Regions from separate parts of the Sus scrofa genome. Here region 2 is linked to region 1. A link is a contact called in public targeted proximity ligation data. All regions are on one chromosome and are shown on one strand. The core of a region is the stretch at or near the end of the contact, and the rest is flanking DNA. Distances in the headings are between cores, read along the strand shown. Region 1 overlaps GALM (galactose mutarotase). Region 2 overlaps ATL2 (atlastin-2).

Region 1 (6,047 bases), core at 1,036-3,535:
CAAACCACTTTCTCTGCTCTTGACTCCATGATGCTGAGAGAAACTGGAGAAAACCCTCCAAAAGCACCAAGTGAGACCACCACAAATTCACAGTCTCAGTCCTCACCTAGATTCTTGGCACCACCTGACAAACATTTCACTTGTCCTCAACCAGCTCCTCCCCCACTAAAGAAACCTTTTCCTTGACCCTGCATCTCCACCCGATGGAGGCACCCTCTTCTTCCTTTCAGAGCTTTTAGAAAGCAGATTCAACACCAGTGGCTTCTTAAGCTCACTTAGGTAGCTTTTATAAGTTCAGATTCCCTTGCTCCACATTGCAGTAAATGAATGGGAATCTCTAGAGTGGGCCCAGGACTCCATATTCAGTAGTTCCCTGGGAGTTTCTGCTGAGGCAAAGTGGGTTAAGAATACAGTGTTGCTGCAGCGGTGGCAGAGCTGCAGCTGTAGCTAGGATTCAGTCCTTGGCCCCAGAACTTCCATATGTCATGGGTGCAGGTGCATCCAGGAAAAAAAAAAAAAAGTTGCCTTAGCTGGGAACCACTCATTGGCTTATTGTCCCTGATCCTCTTGCCTCACTTCCAGTTTACTCCCCCAACTGCCACAGTCTGGATTCTACCGTCACACTCTAAAATGGGCCCGCAATGACAGCCACTACAACCACTACAGGCATGCTTCCCAGGTTGCCTGGGCTGGACCTATCTGGAATGCTGACACAGCCGGTCACTCCAAGACTTTCAGACACTTTCTCTCCTTGTTTGCTTTCTTCCTCTGCCCATCTGACTTGACACCTGTATGTATGTATGTATGTATGTATGTATGTATGTATGTATGTCTTTTTAGGGCTGAACCCACGGCATATGGAAGGTCCCAGGCTAGGGGTCGAATTGGAGCTACAGCTGCCGGCCTACACCACAGCCACAGCTATGCCAGATCAGAACCTTGTCTGCAACATACAGTGCAGCTCAAGGAAACAACAACCCACTGAGCATGGCCAGGGATTGAACCCAGATCCTTGTGGATACTAGTTGGTATTTTTACCGCTGAGCCACAAGGGGAACTTGACTTGACATCTTTATTGTGAACCTCTCTTGCACCTTAAATATTGGTGGGGGGTTTCCTCAGATTCCCCTGGGTTCAGCCCTCAGACCACTGTTCTTCTCAATCTGCAGTTCCTCTCTGGGAAATCCACATGGCTTAATCTACAATATACTCTCACTCTTATTTTTCCTCAAACATTGTACCCATCTGTCTGACTGCTTACTGGACATCCTCACCTGGATGCCCCACAGGCACCTTAATCTCAAATATCTCTGAGACCAAATCCATAGTTCCTCCATCCACTCCCATCCCTCATCCCACCTCCTCCTCCTCTATTCCTGCTACTTACTATCTCCATTCCTACTGCCCAGAAGCTGTCCTGGAAACCTAGGCGTCATCACACAGCCTTCCTGCTTCCTCATTTTCTATATTCAATTCAGGCCTCCTGGTTTTTACCTCTTAATATTATAAGACTATATTTCTTCCATCTGAAATCTTATTTAGATCCTCCTCATCTCTTGCTCGGGTTATTAAAATAGACTCTTCATCCATCTCTGGCTCCAGTCAAACCCCACCCACAACAGTTGCTGGGTTAGTATTTGTAAAATGCCAGTCTCGCTAGGTCAATTCCCTGGCTTAAAATGCTTCGAAGTCTCCCATGATTTAAAGATAAAATCCTAGCTCCTCCTTAGGATGGCACAGAACGCCCATGATGACTGTACTCAACTACAAAGCCGGGACAAGGGTGAGGCAAGCAAGGAGCTAGGGTGCAAAATTTAAGGATACAGTCACTCTCAGAGGCTGACTCTGTACCTGCAGGACCCTGAAAGTGAGTGCTGCCTTAAGTTTTGCACCCCAGTGCTGCACCTCCCTTGTCTCACCCTAGCCTCCACTCTGCCCAACTGTCTCTGTGGCTTTTGGCTTAATAGCCTACTCCACTCCCACATTCTGTGCTTAGTACTCTTACTCTCCTTGTGGCTAGATCCTCACAGATACTAAGAAGCTTCCTGAAGCTCAGGGTGCTTTCAAGAAAGCCTCTTCAAATCCTTGCCTTTATGCTCCCCTTAGGCCCAAGGGCAATAATTCTAGCACTGCCCTGACTACACTAGATTCTCCACTCCCTGTAAGCTTTTCAAGGCCACAGACAGTGTTTGATCATCTTTCTATGGCCAGTGCCTTAGGCAGCACCTAGCAATCAGTGGATGTTCCACAAATGCTAGCTGAACTGAAAGCAAGTCTGGTCTGAGACTTGAGTCAGCCTCAGGCCCATGGTGCAAAGCCCACAGTCATCTCTCATCCCCTTAAGAATGGGGCGACCTCTAAGGATTGCTATGCACCAGGTTTGAACCAGAGCCAGGCATCTGTCCAGACCTGGGGTGTGGGAAGGGTGGGTGTTAAACTACCAGCTCTCCAAGGGTGGTAGTGAGAGTTCTAGAAAATAACTCCCCTTCTGACAAACTTACTTGATGTTAGTCTGGAATTTTCATAGGAATTATACAACACCTAGCCAAGTGCTAATTTCTGAGCTTTCTTCCTGCCAAATTCCCACCATGCTGGCTCACGCTTGCCAATCTTGTAGCAGTGATATTTTCTAGCAGGGAACATGAGTGGCTTTGGATGTTATTCTGAAGCCTCATAAAGCCATTCTTGGGGCCATTTTGTAGAGAGGGATTCAATAATGCATCCCCTTGGAGGGGTTCATTGCTACCAGGAGAGTTCCTTGGAGTTTCTGTATTGAACTTCCTTGAACATCATCTGGGAGAGTCTGTCATACAAGAAACAGCTCCAGGGTAAATAATAATCCATAAGATTCAATTATCACCAGTTTTTACTTTTTTTAGTGTTACTCAAATAGAACACCATGCTCTGGCTTCCCACTTATAGAGCGGCCGGCATGCCTGCCTGCTCCCACACTCCACAGACTGATGTCCAGGCCTGCAGTCCTGACTGAACAAGGGCTGGTGAGTATTACAAGACAATTTCATTGATCTGATCAAGCAGAAAGAAAAGCTGGTTTTCTGACCCAGAGTCTTGGCTGCTATAGCTCCTCCGGGTAGGACCTTGGAGAAGTTACTCTTCTTAGTTTGCCATTTTCCTTCTCTAGCTAGACTTCTAGCTCCCTTCAGGGAATTTAATGGTGATAAATTAGGAAAAAAAATTTTTAAACTACCCTGAAGATTACAAAGAAGAAAATATACCACTGCTAGTCTCAAAAATGATGACTATCCTTATATACAATAATATATAATAAGGCAACCATAAACTATTGTTACCTCAAGAGAGGAAAAAAGACTGGAAAACCCCTCTGTAGACCAAGATGATGCAACCAACTCACACAAGGTTTTACACAGAATTTCAGGAGTTTATGAATCCCTTTAAGTTCTTTCATCATCTTCCCAGATATACAAGTATGAACCCTGCCCTGGCTAAGAATATCTGGCTTATGGAGTTTCCTCATGGCTCAGTGGGTTAAGGATCCAGCACTATCATTGCTGTGGCTCTGGTTACAGCTGTGGAGCTGTGGCGGGGTTTGATTCCTGGCCCAGAAACTTTCGCATGCCATGGGTGTGGCCAAGAAAAATTATCTGGGTTAGAGGTTCCATGTGGTCTTTGAATCATTATTAGAAACTGACAGGAACTTGGAGTTCAACTAACGTAACTAATCTAATGAGATTTTAGAGTTTAGGTTATGAGGCCCAGAGGGTTTTCGTGGTTGACTTGAGAGCACTGCTGGTGGGTAGCACACCTGCTGCATCCAGGTTTGCTGAATCCCAGTTATCATACGGTACCGCTTTAATACACTCTGTTTAAAACAAATGTAAAGAAGAGAGAAGGATGGAAAAAGACTAACAAGGGGTGGAGAGGGAAAGGAAAGAGTAGCCGTTCATAGCATGTACAGATTGGCTACTACTTGGTTTCATTTTTCTGTTTAGCATAGATATGTTCTCTAGCTCCAAGCCAAAGAGACTCAGCCTGCAGCTCCCTTCTAGCTCCCCACTTTGGATCTGTAACTAGTAAATTCTGATAGTTCATCTGGGGTAGACTTAATGGAGAGGAAGATAAAGGAGCGTGGGCACATAAGCTCTAAACAGTTTACGTCATTACAAAAATGCAAAGAGCAACAAAGAATCTGTTCTTTCCAGGAAGTGGGGAAACATTTCTAAAGAGAAAGTATGAGCCTTGAAAAGAGTAGGGGTACATGTAGCAAGGAAAGGGCATTGGGTGGTCCCTGTGGGTGGGAGGTGGGTATTAAAACAGGGTGAGATGTGAGTGAGACACAGCGGGGGATGCGTCTGGAAGGCATCTAAAAGTTTTTTAGGGAGTTCCCATCGTGGTTCAGCAGTAACAAACCCAACTAGTGATCATGAGGATGCAGTTCGATTTCTGGCCTTGCTAAATGGATTAAGGATCTGGCATTGCCGTAAGCTATGGCGTAGGACACAGACGTGGCTTGGATCTGGCGCTGCTGTAGTGTAGGCTGGTATCTGCAGCTCTGATTCGACCCCTGCTAGCCTGGGAACTTCCGTATGCCATGGGGTGTGGCCCTAAAAAGACAAAAACCTTTTTTTTTTAAACTGGAGAATATCAAAGTAAGATTTGCATTAAATTAAATTAATTTATTTTAGCTACACCTGAGGCATGTGGAAGTTCCCAGGCCAGGGATCCAATCTGCACTACAGCAGTGACAATATCAGGTCCTTAACCTGCTGAGCCACCAGGGAACTCCCAAGATTTTAATTTTAGATAGATAACTTTAGTAACCAGATATAGGACAAATCTAAAGAGATTTTTTTCCCTCCAGTTAGAGACCGGTTGTCCAGATTTATTTATTCATTCACTGATCCAAATTTATGAAGCTCATAATATAAGCCAGGCACTGATCTAGAGAAGAAAAGATAGCCTACACTGGGTCAGTAATGATGGAGACAGAGTCATATAATCAATAATACATATTGAGGAGCTCCTGTTGTGGCTCAGTGGGTTATGAACTCTAGTATCCAAGAGGATGTGGGTTCAACCTCTGGCCTTGCTCAGTGGGTTAAGGACCCAGTGTTGCCTTGAACTGTGGTATAGGTCCCAGATGGGGCTCAGATCCCAAGTTGTTATGGCTATGGTGTAGGCTGGCAGCTGTAGCTCCAATTCGACCCCTAGCCTAGGAACTTTCATTTGCCATGGGTGCAGCCCTAAAAAGACAAAACAACAACAACAACAACAACAAAAACCCAAAAACTTCTCTAAAAAAATTAAGCCTTACTTAAAAAAAAAAAAAAATCAGCGGGACCTGATGACAATATTGGGTGTAGTGGAGACGTGGGATGAAAAGGAAATAGAAAGCATAATGATGGAGAGTTGAAATTAATATTATGTCCACAATTTTAGAATTATATAAAGTCTAAAGGAGTTTTCTGTAAGAAGCTCCACAAAGATTAAAACACACAGATCAAAAAACAGTATTCTTTGCACCACCTTTGAACCAGAAGACTACTTTGGAATTTATTTCTCCAGGTCAGAGACTTAGATCTGCCCTAGGGAAGTAATTATAAAATCAAATGAATTGTAGGTTGAATCCAGAGAGGTTGAAATAAAATACAAATGTCTTGCTGAGCTTCTCTCCACAGCCTTGTGGTAAGCCTTTTCTACCAGAATTCTAATTTTGTCAAAATGGGGTTGCTTTCATGTAATTTTAGAAGGAGCTTTAAAAATGAAGAGCAGTAAGAACAGCAAGTGAACACAGATGGGCTGGGAACAGAATAGATTGGGTAAATTTTTATAAAAATAAAAGGTATCTCCTCTCAATAAAGAGAATAAGATGGGATTTTACAATGTTACTTTAAGATGCAAAAGACTAATAAAAGCATTCATTTCTGCTTTCTTGATTCTTTATCTACTATTACGAGTAAAGAACAGAAAATTAAAAGAAAAAAAGCTACAACAACAACAACAAAAAGACAAAAAAAAAAAAAAATGGAGTTCCCGTCGTGGCGCAGTGGTTAACGAATCCGACTAGG
Region 2 (6,047 bases), core at 1,215-3,714, 370 kb after region 1:
ACTTTAGGTTTGCTGGCCTATATCAGCTGTTTATATTCTTGACTTCCAGGTGATTTATCACTGACTTGCTATTAGAACAAATTGTTCTATATTTGAAGTAATCCTGTTTTCTTAGACATAAGTTATTTCTTAGCAGAGATGACACTCTGGACACCCATTGTTCTCTTTGGTGACCTAGGTCATCTTTTAAAGACCTGACTCAGAAGGACTAGACCTAGTGAATCTTTTCTCCAATTTTTTTTTCTTGTGAGTACTTAACTGCATTATCAGCTCTGGTCTATGTGCCTAGGAAGCCTCCTAAAAAAATGGAAAAAGGGCAAGAGTGCCACCTACTGTTTTGTTTTTTTAGCTATTATAGTCTGATAAAATTTTCATGTTAAGTTATTTAGACCGATCAGTTTGCCTAAGTAAAAAGAACCATATTAGAGTTGATGGTAGTTGAGGCACCCACTGAATAGCTATTAACTGTATACTACGAATGTTCTGGGGAGGAATTTTCTTTACAGAACTATGCCCTTCACATTTATTGACTTAGAAAAACACTTGGATGGAGTTCCCATTGTGGCTCAGCAGGTTAAGAACCCAACATAATATCTGTGGGAATTTGGGTTCGATTCTTGGCCTCGTCAGTGGGTTAAGGATTCTGGCATTGCCACAACCTGTGGCATAGGTCACAGATGCAGCTTGGATCTGGCACTGCTGTGGCTGTGGTGTAGGGTTGCAGCTGCATCTCTGATTCGACCCCTAGCCCAGGAACTTCCATATGCTGGAAAAAGAAAAGAAAAATAGTTGGGGAAATTCTTAACTTAAAAAAAAATCATGTTGGAGTTCATACTGTGGTGCAGCAGGTTAAGAATCTGACTACAGTGGCTCAGGTTGCTGTGGAGGTACAGGTTTGATCCCTGGCCCAGTGTAGTGTGTTAAAGGATCTAGTGTTGCCGAAGCTATGGCATAGGTCGCAGTTGCGGCTCACATTCAGTCCCTGTTCTGAGAACTTCCATATGCCACGGTGCGGCCATTTAAAAAAAGAGTCATGTTCATAACATTAAAGAAACTTACTGTATAATTACTTTTAAAAAGTCTGCTGTTTTCTTTGCCCCATATGTGTGTATTCATAATTTTTATATAATCTACAACTACTGCTTTCCCTTTAAAGTTTTATCCTGACTGTTAAAAAAAAAAAAGAACATCCTTTACATGGACCACTAGTTAAGATAGTGACTGAATCATTCATTTGTGCTACGATATAAAATAGCCTTCACTTCCACAGGGAAGGTTATACACAGCTGAGTATTCAAAGTAAAGCACTAATAAAAACAAAATTTTGTTTTAACAGGTATATAATTTGTCTCAAAATATTCAAGAAGATGATCTTCAACACTTGCAAGTATGTATGTCTCAAAGAATGTGTGCCAAAGTATTAAAAATTTAATTCCCACTATGCGGTGACTTTACACCAAGAACCTATGATATTGTAAGAAGATTGATTATTATATGGTTTTAAGTTGATGTACAACTTCTTAACTAGAAGAAATTTAAATATATGATCAGTCTTAAAAAATTAAATGTTTGGCTTTCAAGTGATTTTAAGAGCTCTGATAGCTAGTGATCTGATATAGAACAGCTTCATAGATGTCTTCTTTCAACCTCTTTGGGGGCATTATCTTAAATAATTTGATTTAATAGTTATTTACAGAGTATGGCAGACTTGCAATGGAAGAAATCTACCAGAAACCATTTCAGGTAAATAAATATTTTATCATTTAAAAAATTTATTAAAAAATTAGTAAGTCATATATATCATCTTGGAACTCTGAAGACATGAGGACCTTATGCCAAACTAATTTTTAGCAGCAAATCAAGCAGAGTTGAAACTGTTAATGTCAATGTCATCACCAATTCTCGGTAGCAGCTTACAGGATAGGAAATAGAACAAATGGATTTAGATTGATTCTTAATACTTTTTACTTAGATTAGATTAAGAAGTTAGTAATGTTTCTCCTAATTAGATGTTAATTCCAAAAATTGAGACAGTTGTGTAAGTTTCTTTTATGCATGATAAACTACTAGACAGTGTTACTATCTAGTAGTAACAGTGTTGTGTGTGTGGTGTATTACAAGTTGAGGTTAGACCTGTTGTTCTGTATTTTTGTTTCAAATAGAAGAGTTTTGGAATTTATTGTATCTCTCCCCCCTTATGTTTTTTCATTTCTTTTAAATGCTAGGTACAGAATATTAAGCCAGAAATTAACCTGGGTAGAGTTATTTGAGAAGCATTTGCTTTGCTTGCTTCTGTGGAGTCTTATCATGGCAGAGATTTAAAAAAAAAAAAAAATGAAGCTAATTTCAGATAGTTTCTTTTTTGAAGTAAATGTAATTTATAAGTTGACATAGCACTGTTTGGTTAGTTGTGTCATAGTGGGTGAGACTGACCACGCTGTTCATCAGTGTGTGAAGTCCTTCCTGTATGACAGTGTCACTGGTGATTCTTAGTAGGTTTACACTGATTCTGCCTCAGTCTTGTCTGGCTCAAGTAATCACTTTTATGAAATATTTGGGTAGCTTATGGTGTCATTTTGTGTATATGATGAAATATATTCTCCTTTGGCCTATATCACTTTTTCGTGGTTAACATCGCCACCCAGAGGGCGTTTGCCATTATGTCTGGCTACATTTTTGGTTGTCACAGTTTTGTGGAGGAAGTTAATGCCACTGGCTTCTAGTTTATAGAGGCCAGATGTGTTGTTCAGTATCCTAAAATGTGTAGGAGTAGGACAGCCAAGCACAGCTAAGAATTATCTGACTCATAAAATGTCAGTCGTGCTTAGTTGAGAAACCTAAGCATATATGAATAAAAAATTCTGTGAAAGAATTGCTTGCTCTAATTAGGTTAGTTGGTCTTGTTACACAACCTTGGCTTAAACTTATGATCCATATACCCTGATATGCCTTTTGTTTATTTTTTAAAATCCTATGTTATTGCTTGTGGTAACTCTTTATATAGAGTTGAGGTTCTCAAATGGAGGTAATTGCTTGGTATAAGAGCTGAGACTGTTGTTGGCTTATGTAGGCTCTTGTTATAACTATGAGTAGTATTATTTGCTTTATTTTATTTTATTTTATTTTATTTTTTTATTACTCAAATGTATTTATCACATCTGTAGTTGTATAATGATCCTAACAATCTGATTTCATAGAATTTCCATCCCACAGCCCAAGCACATAGCACATCCCCCCACCCCCCAAACTGTCTCCTCTGTAGACCATAAGTTTTTCAATGTCTGTGAGTCAGCATCTGTTCTGCAAAGTTCAGTCTGTCCTTTTTTTCAGATTCCACATGTCAGTGAAAGCATTTGATGTTGGTGTCTCAGTGTATGGCTGACTTCACTTAGCATGATAGTTTCTGGGTCCATCCATGTTGCTAAAAATGCTGGTATTCATTTTTTTTTAATGGCTGAGTAATATTCCATTGTGTATATGTACCACATCTTCTTGATTCACTCCTCTGTCGATGGACATTTAGGTTGTTTCCATGTCTTGGCTGTTGTAAATAGTGCTGCAATGAACATTGGAGTACATGTGTCTTTGCGAGTCGTGGTTTTCTCTGGGTAGGTGCCCAGGAGTGGGATTGCTGAACTATGAGTAGTATTAAACCATTTGGTTACTATAACTTTTGAAAAGGATTGTTCGGGGGAGTAAGAGATGCTTCAGTTATTAAAGTAGTGATATTTTGTAAAATTTTATAGGAAATGATTTTTTTCCCCTTTCTGTAGACATTAATGTTTTTGATTCGAGATTGGAGTTATCCTTATGAACATTCATATGGTTTGGAAGGTGGAAAACAATTCCTTGAAAAGAGATTGCAGGTAAGCCCCTGTTTCTTAGAAAGGAGAGCATAAGCACTAAGCCAGGTGAAGGAGTGGGCTGCTTGGACTACTGCTTAAGACTGCAAGTCTCTAAGTTATCATCGTAGCAAATTGAGTGTCCCAAGTTAGCCCGGATAACTCCATGTGTAACTGATGAGAAGTAAGTCGGTAGCACTCCTGCTAAAGGGAATAATAGAAATGCCCTTGAACAGAAATAAAGGAACAAATATTTCTCTCCAGAGCCACCTGCCTCTTCAGTAAATTAATATTCAAAGGATACAAGTTTGAAGTAGACTAACTTATTGATCTATTCATATTGCATGCATGTTTCTTTCTGGCCCAGCTGAACTTCTGAACATTTGGGACAAGCTGGATAATCTAATGTGCATGCATTGAGCGCAAATACTGTGAGACGCTTTCCAAGGAATACTATCTCATAGAGTTGCAGCATGTAGCACTAAAAAGGGATCTTAAACATTTATCTCCAAAACTGGGACTTAGAAAAGTGATTTGCTTTTGGTCACTTAACTAATTATTGATAACTGGGAGTGGGACGTGAATATCCAGACTCCTGGCCTGGCCAATGCAAAATGCCACACAGTGCATTCCTGGAAGTAACCTCATCAAAGGTGCCCTCCCATGGAAGTATTTTGGGAAACCCTCAAGCCCAAATACGACCCACTACTGACATCCGCAAAAGGTACATAAAAATCCCTTTCTTCATAAGTAGGAGGTTTCTCTCTTTCGGTAATAAAATTTTGTTTCTTTCCTATGAAAAGATGCATTTAGCTTCTCAACCACATTCGAAGACCTAAGATACAGCGTAATTTTTTTAATCCTAAAATGAGATTAAAACTAAGTCCTCATTCTTAGATTATTTGAAAGGCATTTCCAGACTGTCAGAGATAATTTCACTCATCAGCATTTTCTCTGCTTTGTTCAGAGGAAATTAACACAAAACACATCAGGCATACTAACTAAATTCATTAATTATGTACTTCAAAGACAGTAAGGTTTGGGGGGTTCTTATTTGTTTTTTAATTTTATGGACATACCCACGGCATATAGAAATACCTCAGCTGTGACCTGTGCTGCAGCTGTGGCAAGGCCAGATCCTTTAACCTCCTGCACTGCCAGGGATCAAACTTATACCTGCATAGCAACCTGAGACTCGGCAGTTGGATTCTTAACCCACTTGCCACAGTAGGAACTCCAGAGACAAGGTTTTTAAACTTACTGTATCTTACTGAAGCGATATAGAAAAGTACCATAAGTGGGCAGCTTAATGAATTTGTACAAATTGAACCATGTAACCACAGAAGCACCTACCTCTATCCACAAACCCCCTCACTTCACAAACCCTTCACTACCATTTTGACCTCAAACAGGCTTTATTTTTGGATTTTTTTTTTTTATGAAAGGAATCACATACAGTATGTATTCTTTTGCCCAATATTACATTTCAGAGATTAATCCATATTGTTGCATGGAGTTTGGTTCACTTTAACTCTCATTGACATGCAGTATTCCATGATATGAGTAGGCAACAGTGTTTCCATTCTACTCTTGATGGAGATTTAGGTAGTTTTCAGGTTTTGTTGATTATGAATGGAGCTTTTTTTGTAAGAATGGTTTTTGGGAGAATATGTGAGTTGTATTGGAGTTAAGTAGTTACTAAATATCTAAGCGTAGGACTTTTTTTCCAGAAAATAATAACTTCTGTTTTGCAAAAAACACCAGTAAATCGTAAGTCACAATCATTTAGAATGAGACCTGAAATCCCAACTAATTTTTAAGGTTCTTTGGACTACATACCTTATCTTTTACTTTGCTCAAAGCCAACCTTTTTGTTTGTAGGCCAGTCAGTACTTTGTTTTTCTCTTTGCCATTATAAGTACTTTAAAGGCAAATTAACTGGTTTATAAATCACAAACACATTTTGTTGTTCTGGTGTTAGATATTATGACTAATTATTATTTGTATTTATTCATATCCTCAACATCTAACATGGGAAACACATTGTAATGGTTTAGGACAGAGTGGAAATCTTACCAAATGATTAGAAATGGGTCTTTAGGGAGTTCCTGTCATGGCACAGCAGAAACTAATCTAACTAGGAACCATGAGGTTGCGGGTTCCACCCCTGGCCTCACTCAGTGGGTTAAGGGTCTGAGTTTCCGT

What was found.
Region 2: a targeted proximity ligation map of alveolar macrophages shows a contact between it and region 1, with 4 times the contacts expected there. A contact is called at or near these places in 8 of 47 Hi-C or Micro-C datasets (embryonic fibroblasts, epiblast stem cells, fetal skeletal muscle and 5 more) and 2 of 2 datasets of targeted methods (alveolar macrophages and skeletal muscle).

What each region holds. Positions count from the first base shown.
Region 1 is chr3:101,643,161-101,649,207 of Sscrofa11.1, forward strand. The region is part of intron 4 of GALM (galactose mutarotase); the gene reads right to left. Among named protein-coding and RNA genes, the nearest start is that of GALM, 37 kb to the right of the region's middle.
Region 2 is chr3:102,014,892-102,020,938 of Sscrofa11.1, forward strand. It overlaps ATL2 (atlastin-2), which reads left to right. Exons shown (of 14, transcript XM_005662612.3): 5 at 1,337-1,387; 6 at 1,687-1,743; 7 at 3,774-3,866. Among named protein-coding and RNA genes, the nearest start is that of ATL2, 61 kb to the left of the region's middle.